Linked DNA regions of Rattus norvegicus: regions 2 and 3 are each linked to region 1. Evidence: chromatin contacts called from public Hi-C data. All regions are on one chromosome and are shown on one strand. The core of a region is the stretch at or near the end of the contact, and the rest is flanking DNA. Distances in the headings are between cores, read along the strand shown. Region 1 holds the start of Nr4a3 (nuclear receptor subfamily 4, group A, member 3). Region 2 has its middle 61 kb from the start of Stx17. Region 3 holds the start of Invs (inversin).

Region 1 (3,444 bases), core at 60-2,559:
GTCTGTCTGAGTTGTTTCATTCAAACATTTCCTTCGTAAAACAATCATTTCTGAGAGAGGTTACTTTCACTTAGTAGCCACCTTTGGAACTAAGAGTTCCAAACTCGAACATGTTTTGGTTTTGTTTGTCTGGTTTGCTTTGTTTTCAGCAAGAAAGTGACATCCTAAATTCATTTCCAGGAAGAAATCGCTGTCCCTTATACAGTCGCCCAGACTTTCTGCATACTTGGAAGACAAATGGGCCATAGGAAAGATCCCCTAGAGACCGCTTAATGAATCCTGTTGATTGATTTTGAAATATTTCATTTGAGAGATGGAAGGGGAGGCGTCTACGACCCTCAAAAAAAGTGAAAGTGCGAGTTCCAAGTGTGACCCGGTGCAGGGGAGGAGTAGAGGATCTGTTTAACAGTCAGACTCACTCAGCTGTTCAACACGTGTGGTGTGTTTGTTTTATATATAGTTTCTCGTGCAGCGCGCGCGTGGCTCGATGTGCATTTCTTTGGATTATAAAGTGTCCAGTAAAGAACACCACACCATAAGTGTAAAGAAATAAAATCTTGTCCCTGGAGCGGTCTGCATCCTAGGGCGAAACACCAACAGCAGACAGGAGGAAGAGGCAAATTAGCCTAGGCGCAAAGGGCCAGAGAGACGTAAACAGCCTTAGAACCACTGCATGAGGAAAGCACAGCTGCACCTCAGGGAGTCTTCGGGCTGGTGCCAGACTCCTTCAGCAGTGACTGCCAGGTCACTCGGAGAAGCTGGCTGGCGTAGCCTTCCCTTTCGGAAGAGCTGTCCTCTCTCTTACCCCCTCGACCTGGCTAGGTGCCTCGGGGCAGCCTCGGAGGCGAGCCAGCAGCACTCCTCCAACTCTACTCCACCCGGAGCCTGACAGCTGGGCGGTCCCGCCTGACCCGCGGGCGGGCTGCGGCACCCTCCGGTAGACCGGCGCCCTGGCAAGCAGCTCCGGTGCAGAGGGGTTGGCGGCGCGAATCTGAGAAGCCTCAGGGCTGTGGTCCGCAGCTCCCCGCGGTTTCCATTGTGCGTCCCTGAGAATGGCCGGGGAACGCGCGTGAGCGCGCGCGCGAACACACACACACACACACACACACACACACACACACACACACACACACACACACCCTCGCACACGCGGAACCGGCTGGGCCAGGGGAGGGAGGAGGAGGGTGACGTAGCGTCCCATGGCGTCACATTGACGTCTCGCATTCCAGGCACTCTATGGAGAGGCCGCTAGGGCTCCTGTGGCATAAATGACGTGCCGAGAGAGCGAGCGAACGCGCAGCCGGGAGAGCCGAGTCTCCTGCCTCCCGCCCCCCACCCCTCCAGCGCCTGCTCCTCCTCCGCTCCCCATACACAGACACGCTCACACCCGCTCCTTCACTTGCACACACAGACACACGCGCGCTCACACGCTCCGCACACACACTCCACTCTCTCCCGCGCGCTCACACCCCTCTCTCTCGGCGCCCTCGCCGGTGTCGCGCCGCGCCGCGCCGCGCCGCAGCCGGACGCCCCTCCAGGGCTCACTTTGCAACGCTGACAGAGCGGGCAGTGGCCGTGGAGGTGGGAAACGTGGCGACATCCTAGCCCCTGGTCGCAGCCGGAGACTGGACGCCTGCGGAACCTCTCGGCGGCGCTCTCCCATGAGTTGGGATCGCAGCATCCCCAGCCAGCCGCTGCTCACCGCCTCTGGGAGCCGCTGGGTTTGTGCACCGCAGCCCTTCCGGGACAGCAGCTGTGACTCTCCCCCAATCCAGATTTCGGGGTCGCTCTCTAGAAACTCGCTCTAAAGACGGAACCTCCACAGAACCCAAGTACGTACAATATGCCCAGTTAATATGGGGACTTGCTTAAAAGTTGGCGCGCTGGGAAGTGTCGCTCCTGAAATTGACAACTTTTAATGTGGGGCTCCCCCCCCCCGCCGCCTCCCCTCTCAGGCTTTGCTCCCCAGGCGAGCGGTGGGCTCCAATCTGAAACTTTTCCCCTGTAGCTGGCCCTCGGGGACTCTGGAGCTTGTGAGATTCTTCTCCCCACCCAAAGAGGCGAAAAGCCTCTAACAAAGAGGAGGACCTGGATTTGTGCTATAGCTGCTCCAGCGTTGTAATTCAGGGTATTTCGGCTCTAGTTGTCATGGTAATGATGCTCTCGGCGGCGGCGGCGGCGGCGGCGGCGGCGGCTGCGGCAGAGAGTTGGAGCCCCGGTGATGAACGGCAGTAATTTTCCTGCCTTTTAAGTGGGATTGAAAATAGGGACTCTGGTGGGTCCGAGTTAATGTGTCTAATGGTGAAATGAAGCTGGTTGTCTGGGAGAAAGCCTAGGAGGGACACTGCCTGGGCAGCAGCGGCCAGAGTTTGCAGAGGCGCTGGAGGAGCTCAGCAAAGAGGGTGTAATTGTAGGAATGCGGCTTATTGTATTGAAATGAGCCCGGGGCTCCACTAGGCACGTCTGCCAGGCGTCGCCGACTTGCTGGTTTACACTTTTCCCCACGGAGGTAATCGGGTGTAATTGCCGACTCTCGCGCCCCGACACGCGTGGGGACGGCGTCCCTCTTCTCCGGGCCTTGACTGGTGTGGGAAAGGCTTGTGTTACTACTTTTCAATGCGCTTTCGGAGAAGTTGCTCCGAGTGTTTTTATTCTTGGTAAGGAGGAAAGTTCTCGATGAAAAAGAGAGCTGAGAGGCAGAGCTCAGTCTGCGGAGACTGGCTTTCAAAGGCACTTTCTCGAACCTGTTGGAGGCTTCCGGCAGTCAGGAGGGAGCTCATGATCATTGGTCCCTTGATTTCCAAGAACGTTCTTGGAGGTGGCCTTTTGTTTATGTGCCCGGGTTCTCCCGAGGGAAGAGCCGCGGGGAGTGTGGTCATCAGTACTCTCGAGCTGCTTATCCTTGGGCCTTGGAGTGCTGGGAGAGAGGTTACAGGGTTCGGTTCAGCCATTCCTTCGCTATTCCAATTCCGGAGCTCCTTTCCCAACAATCGGGAAATGTTTCTCACAGAACCAAGTTAGAGAAAGAAAAGCTGCCCAACGCGCATACTGAATACAATGAATGAAATTACTTTATTGGAGTTGTTTTAACGCAGCAAGATACGCATTAACGTGAACGCCAAAGACTGCCCGGGCCACCACTCCCTCCACAGGCGCCCCCAGCCCCCCCCCCCCAATCCTGGACCCAGCGCTGGCTCACAGAAATTCTCCCCCGGGGTTTGTCTCAGCTCCCTCGGTCTTTCTGAGAATCTCTGTCTTTCCCTTTCTGCCGGTCTCTTCTCCACCTCTCTTGCCCCCGCCCAACCTCCGCCCCCGCTCCCCATTGGAAACTCCGCGGAGGAGCCCGGGTCACAATGGTGTGTTTCACGGTTTCCTCCACACACTTCACCACGGGGAGAGGAACACGGGGGTGTTCCCTTCGTCTGCCCCGGAGAAAGAAAGGGG
Region 2 (3,262 bases), core at 730-3,229, 150 kb after region 1:
GTGGATGGGGGTTTCCTGAAACTCCTAACTGGCCACAGATGGCCGGCCGGCCTGCCTGCCTGCCTGCCTGCCTGCCTTCCATGCTCATGTTTTCTGCAGAGTGAGGACTGGAAACTGGTAACACCTACTGTTGACAAGAAGTTTGGAAACCCAACCACAAATATCTAGCACATAGTATTTCCTTCCAGTAAAAGGCCAGAAGCCAAACCTTTTGAGTTGTTAGAAAGCAAAGGCATTTCTCAGGAATGCCTTAGAAGCCCTTCACTGATAGCATGGACTCTGGATAGAGGAGTGCAAGCCTGGAGCAAGGTCCCCCTTGGGCAAGCAATAGTTTATCATCACAGAGAGGAATTCAGATGTTGCTCTCAGGTGCTTACAGAGGTCTGATGACATCCCCAAAGTCTCCAGAGGCTTGACCAGTGCTTCTCCTCTGGCCCCGAGTTTTAACACACATTCAGATTCTGTTTGTATGTGTGTGTGGTTTTGTTGTTTCTGTTTTCTGCAATTGGGTTTTACTGGAAGCCCAGGCTCGTTTTGAAGTTGCAATCCTCCTGCTGGGATTACATACATCCAGCTCTGTTTTATAACTGCTATTAACACGGGTTCCTAACAAGTGGTTCTGTTTGTACTCATCAGTTTGGCACCATTTCACAGAAGAACTTGTGTGTTATAAATAATAATAAAAGAGTTACGTATCTACATTGCTATCTTCAAAGAAACTAACTTGTGACAAAAATACATCTGTGCAATGTTAACCCAACAAATATATTGGAATAAAAACATAAAAAGTGTCAAATGATTTGACCAAGATCACAAAGCTATTTTGTATAAGATCTAAGAGAACGATTTGGGATGTGGTGGGGATCCTCCATTATTTTAAGATTTTGTTAGGCCATGTCAAGTTGCCTGATGAAGCTTGCAGGCTCTCAGCCCAACTTCATTGGTCTAAATCAGGCAAAATGGAAAGAAATGTAAGAATATAAATTCATCTAAAAGAAGAAATTAGATGCAATTTCTTAACTTTCCAAACCATGTCAGTGCCTTTGAAGCCAAATCGGAGGATCCCTTCAACAGCAAGTGAACTTCCGTGGGCCCCTGTGAACACTCCCGTTTGAGCAAGTCACTTGATAGTTTGCCTTTTGCATATACTTATCAACTATTTGAGATGTTCCTGCTATTGTTAATTACTGTGTTACTGCATTTCACCAACTAAACTCCTAAAAGGAGTTTCCACATTATTGAACTTTAAGTATGGCAAAGTAAGGACAAGGAAAGGCTAAACGGCAAGGATTTCTGCAAAATTCATTCCTTTCTGAATTGGTTTGTTATTAGGAAATATGCAATAAATTTCACCCATTTGACAAACAATAAACAGAATTCCTGTTGTGTATTAAATTCTAGTGTCATATACAGAAATAGACCTGTAGATCCTATCGTAGTAAGCCACGCAGTTACTAAACCGGGTAAGACGTGACAAAGCACGGTAAGCACCAGGGAGAGGATGGAAAAGGTATCCGATTCCTGATGAAGGAATAACTGGAAGCGAATGGGGAGGCGTTGCAGAGCTGGTGTTTGAGCAGTGGGAAGGAAGAAGATGCCTGATGGAACAGGCAGTAAGCTTCAAGTGAGTAAGGACTTGCATGAAACAAAATGACACGGGGAAAGTCAAGGCATTAATGAGAACAAGAAACTGAATGTACGTACAACTTAACAATGAGGCTGGTTAGGGGGAAACAGACAAGAGTGGCTGCATTATTTAAAATACAGCAGTTCTTTGTTTAAAGCAGTGGTTCTCAACCTTCCTAACAACAGTTCCTTGTGACTATCAACCACAAAATTTGTTATTGCTACTTCCTAATTGTAAATTTTGCTGTTATGAATTTAATGCAGATATGTTTTCCATTGGTCTTAAGTGACCCCCATGAAAGGGCTGTCCAACCCCCAAAGGGGTCATAACCCATAGGCTGAGAACGCTGGTTTAAAGGAACTGATGGTGCTTTGCATCAGTCTGTGCTGTGAGTTGTTCATTCCCCATTGTTGCCAGAAATACCTTCATACTGGCTGCAGCTTTTGGTGTGTTTAACGTAGCTTTCTTCTTTTCTCACCTCTGATTTTTGAGATCCTCCTGTTTTAATACTGAATGCCTACCTTTTGATGATTACTTAACCCACTGAGAAATGCCATGGAATTTACCTTTTACTGCCCAGGACTCCGCAGTCCAGTTTGCCATGGTCATGTTTCCCACTCGATGCTGTTCATTGGCTCCCATTTCTCTTTCACCTGTAGGCAATTCTTCAGAGTTGAAAGCTTCTCCATAATGATAGTAAGACCTCTCCAAGTAGACAGTAAGCTTCAACTGGAATGTGACCAGGCATCTGCAGATGCTGTTATTATTTTATTATTATTTTATTGGCATGAAACACAGGATGAGAAGACTCAACAGCTGAGTTGCAAAACTATAACTTTGGAGGTGCTAGGGCATAGCAAATCTTTGTGCATTGCCCATGTTTGCCATTAAGAGGAATACAAAATTAAAGACAAGAAATCTAGAAAATACACTGAAAACTTGAATGTCATGAAGAGTCCAGAATCAAGGTGAAGACAGTTTTCTTCTGCAAATTAAGTCTTGATCTGGAAGACTGATCTGTCAGCAAAAAAATCCCAGGGGATTTTTTTTTTTAAACTGACTGTTTTACAGTTAGATTTGTAGGACTGGTAGGGTCTACATGAGTTACTTTTCTTGCTGAGATCACTAACAAAGCACTTAGGGAAACGGGTTCATTTGCCTCCGTCTCAGGAGCTTGGGCAGCTGTAGGCTTTACATCTAGAGTTGGGAAGTGGCGGACGCTGGTGCTCAGCGTCCTCTTCTTCATGGAGCCTGGGTCTCCAGCCCGTGCAATGCTGTAGCACAAACTAACCTAATCCAGAAATTTCCTCAGGCATACTCAGAAGCTCGGTTTGGTTCTTTGGTGATTCTAGATCTTGTCAAGTTGGCAGTATTAATCTTCACAAGGCCTAAGAAATTTACAATTGGACAAACTAATATTGAAATAGGATGTAGCTGAAAGAGTGCAAAGGCTTTTCTGGAAAAGCAGACAATGGGATTAGGCAAGGCAAGGCTTATTAAAGGGACACACTTAACAGAATTTGAACAAAGTTCATATAAACAGCTTCTTTCCAAACAGCCTCTTTTGATAAGAACGGAAAGTGATATTATAGCTGCCTTTCTTTTCTCTGTGAGTCTTATTAGAGATTTACATGG
Region 3 (3,342 bases), core at 231-2,730, 250 kb after region 1:
GCACAGACTTTAAACTTTGAATGTGATACGGGGGAATACACACTACAAATTAAGAAATCTATTTCTAGACTCAGTTTTGCCTGTAACCAACTACACAGCTTCTTGCAAGTTAATTATTATTCTTAAGCTGTGAAGAAAGTAATTTATATTCAATGATTCTAATCTTAGCTTTCTAAGAATCTACCACAATTCAAGTGTTCTCAAATACTGTCATAACAGCCCCATTAAACTTTTCTCATGTTCACATATAGAGTTAGACCTTCCGTTTTTGTCTCAATTTGACCTTAAGAAGAGGCCAAGTAAGTCTCATACTCAAGACAGACTTCAGATGAAGACCTGGGGAAAGATTCTTTTCTAAGATGGGATGATGTCGTGCAGGTTGAGAAGCCCCGAGCACCTAGGTATGTAGAAGAGCTGATTATTCTCAAGTCCAGAGCACTGACAAAGATTGATGTATGCTTCTAGGGAGTATAGGTTGCAACAGTGCTTGCAGGAGGACCTAGCAGAGCCTGTCAGATAATCACACACTCCACCTTTTCAAATTCCTATTCTCCCAGTCGACACCAAACCACTCTCCAGTTCCGGGTTTCCAACCAATCACATGAAGCCACAACAGAGGGCTTTGCCTCTGTTTCAAGGATCCAGAGAGAGATTCACACGACCCCAACACCTGTCGGCTTCACACCCTTCTCAGTGTAGGAGAAAACATTAGCTGTATCCTTGGTCCCTTAGGATTCTGGTGCCTCAAGCAGGTCCTCAACGTCCACAAAACTCAAACGAATTCCAGGGGCCTCAGCGGTGACCTCCCACGTATCACTCCCCCAAGGCGAATTCTCCTATTTGCAGGTTCCAAGCCCTGACTGTGGTTTCGCAGGCCTCGTGGACCGCAGGCTTAAGAAGCCAAAAGAACAGCGAAAGTGAAGGCAGTGCTCCGGGATGCACGCCTCTCCAGCGGAGGAGAGTCGAGGCAACCAGGGGCTGCACCGTTCTCCCTCGCGAAGGGCGGGAGGCGGTCAGGGAGGGTTTGTCATCCCCACATACACTCACCAGGAGTAGCAAGGAGCATCTGAGGTCTGGTAAAGACAGGAAGACGGTAGGATTCATGGTAACGATGGGGTCGACGGCGGGGTCAGGAGGTGGCTGCTGGGACTGGACCGGGCTAGAAAAGGGCTGGGCTCCGGGGCCGGCGGCAGCGGCACCTCGTCCTCTCGACCCGGAGCTCCAGCGGCGAACACCCGGGACAACTTCCAGAGAGGCCTCTCACGCCCTCACTTCCGGGTCCTGCCCATCTCTAGGCACGTCGGGAAATGTAGTCCACATTGCTCTCACTGACCATGTCATAGGAGAGCTGGAACTCTCTTTCCCAGTAAGCCCCGTGCCCAGGACAGCCGAGCCATCTGTGCGCGGGGCTCTTCGGGATTGGAAGGGGCCGCGTACCTCTGTGCCTCCGGAGACCGGAACTACAATTCCCAGAGGGTTGTGCGGCCGGGAGCCTCAGGCTGCTTCTTCAGAGCTCCTGGGCTCTAGGGTCCTGGGGTCTGTTCCTGTGGGCAAAGTGGCCTGACTTGGCGGGAGGCGCGGCCCAGTGAGGGTTGTACCTCCTAGGGCGGCCCCGGGACGCCAGTTTTGGAGGCAGGGGTGAGTAGGAAGCGGTCCAGCACCGGCGGCTCGGGTAGCTGGAGAGCACCGCCCAGGGCCGCTACAGCGTTTTCTTGGCCCGCCTGCTCTGAGGTGTGGCCTGATCCTCCATCCCTGGCCTCCAAGCTGCTGCCTCTTCTTTCCGCGCTACTTCCTTCGTTATATAAGGAGAATCACCACTGCGGCTTCAGTCAATGACTTATCCAGGGTTGTTTCAGAGGGTCTGTGAAAGGAAAAGGGATGGGAAAGCATGTTGTAAACTATAAAGCACAGTGCCTAAGTGACAGTGACCACTTCTTACAGTACAATTACGAATTAACCAAGCAGTAAAGGATTTTAACCTGGTGTCTGGTAGCTTTCCAGAATCTTCTATGAACATCCAGCTAGATTCATGTGCCCGGAAAGTTAGCCACATCATCATTACCTAGCACCCAGGAGGCATTCTGCATTTGTGGTTCTCCCTACGCCAGGTCTTTGCTTCAGCCTTCCTGCTCCCGGTGGTGGCCTTACCTAACTCTTTCTCTTTCTGGTTTGCCATCTCAAGTGCCACTATGTCAGGCATTTGATTCCCCTGATATCTGTTACATTCACCAAATCTTTCATCTTAACAAGAATTGCTTTTTCTGTGTGTGAGCTCAGCACCACTACTTTTGCATAGTCATAATTAGAGCGTTTATTGCACAGGCTTATTTTATAATTATTTAATGATGATGATACACTTTAAAACACTAACAAAGTGGTTTTGATTTCTTTCTATAAAAAATTATTTATTGAGGGAGAACAGCAAGAATAATAGCATTTCTGCTAAATGGGGAGGATGAGAAAGAAGAGAAAAGGAGTGGAAGAGGAAGAAGACAACGACAAAGACAACGATGACAGCGACAAAGCAGCAGCAGCACCTAAAGGAACAGCTTTCCCAGGGAGACAAAATTAAAGTGAAGTGGAGCCAAGACTTAAACCCACTACTTCCATATCAATGTAACATTCACTGCATTCTCTGACTGATCCCAAGTTTTGTTAAAATACGAAATTGAAGAACAGTAGGATTCATTGTGGTGGTACATGCTTGTACTCCCAGCACAAGCCAAGAGGCCGAAGTGGAAGGATCAGGAGTTTAAAGCCAGCGTGGGCTACATAAAAAGTTAACAGGCAACTTAGTCTTTAAGTTACAAGACTCTGCTTGAAAAAAAAAATGGAGAAGAAAAAAAAGAAAAGAAATGAAGGAAGAAAAGAATAGAATTCATTAATCACTGACGCTAAACTTTGATCTGACTTACCCTTTGGACTTAGGACTCACCCTATGACACTTCATTCAATAAACTTTCACTTAGCACCAGCTGAATACCTATTACTGTGCTAACTGCTAAAATTATGGTTAAGCATGTATAGTTATTATAAGGATAGATATAACTTCAAAGTATTGGATAAGCTTTTTTGTGGTCTGGCATGCCAAAAACTTTACTTTGAATCCACAATGATGGATTTCAAACAGTGCTTTAATAGTTGGTACTCCACTTGTTAACTAGAGGAGTATAGTTAACCTTTTTAATTTTTAATCTTTACAAAAATCTAAAGGCACACCAATGATCATTAACAAAACTGGACCGGGAACTCAAATGCAGTCTTCCTACTATCTTTTACCTCAATTCTTCTCTCAAGTGACTTTGCTACAATCCTGCATATGACACTTTTGTTCTAACATGA

What was found. Hi-C and Micro-C count contacts between places; a contact is called where the count stands out from the background.
Region 2: a contact with region 1 is called in a Hi-C map of Schwann cells, with 4 times the contacts expected there. The contact joins the enhancer-like site here to the promoter of Nr4a3 in region 1. A contact is called at or near these places in 3 of 12 Hi-C or Micro-C datasets (the A7r5 cell line, Schwann cells and kidney).
Region 3: a contact with region 1 is called in a Hi-C map of liver, with 4 times the contacts expected there. The contact joins the promoter of Invs here to the promoter of Nr4a3 in region 1. A contact is called at or near these places in 3 of 12 Hi-C or Micro-C datasets (frontal cortex, liver and mammary epithelial cells).

What each region holds. Positions count from the first base shown.
Region 1 is chr5:67,155,889-67,159,332 of GRCr8, forward strand. It overlaps Nr4a3 (nuclear receptor subfamily 4, group A, member 3), which reads left to right and starts at 1,310. Exons shown (of 8, transcript NM_031628.2): 1 at 1,310-1,832. It overlaps LOC134478966 (a long non-coding RNA gene), which reads right to left and starts at 1,258. Exons shown (of 2, transcript XR_010051797.1): 1 at 1-1,258.
Region 2 is chr5:67,300,857-67,304,118 of GRCr8, forward strand. It overlaps a transcript of Stx17 not described here. Among named protein-coding and RNA genes, the nearest start is that of Stx17, 61 kb to the left of the region's middle. Within about 2 kb of position 1,980, at least 1 of the 93 cell types and tissues checked has an H3K27ac peak or open chromatin away from gene starts, as enhancers often do. A contact at or near this core is called in Schwann cells, where this site is marked.
Region 3 is chr5:67,405,031-67,408,372 of GRCr8, forward strand. It overlaps Invs (inversin), which reads left to right and starts at 1,481. Exons shown (of 17, transcript NM_001107932.2): 1 at 1,481-1,638. It overlaps Erp44 (endoplasmic reticulum protein 44), which reads right to left and starts at 1,177. Exons shown (of 12, transcript NM_001008317.2): 1 at 1,048-1,177. The coding sequence starts at 1,104.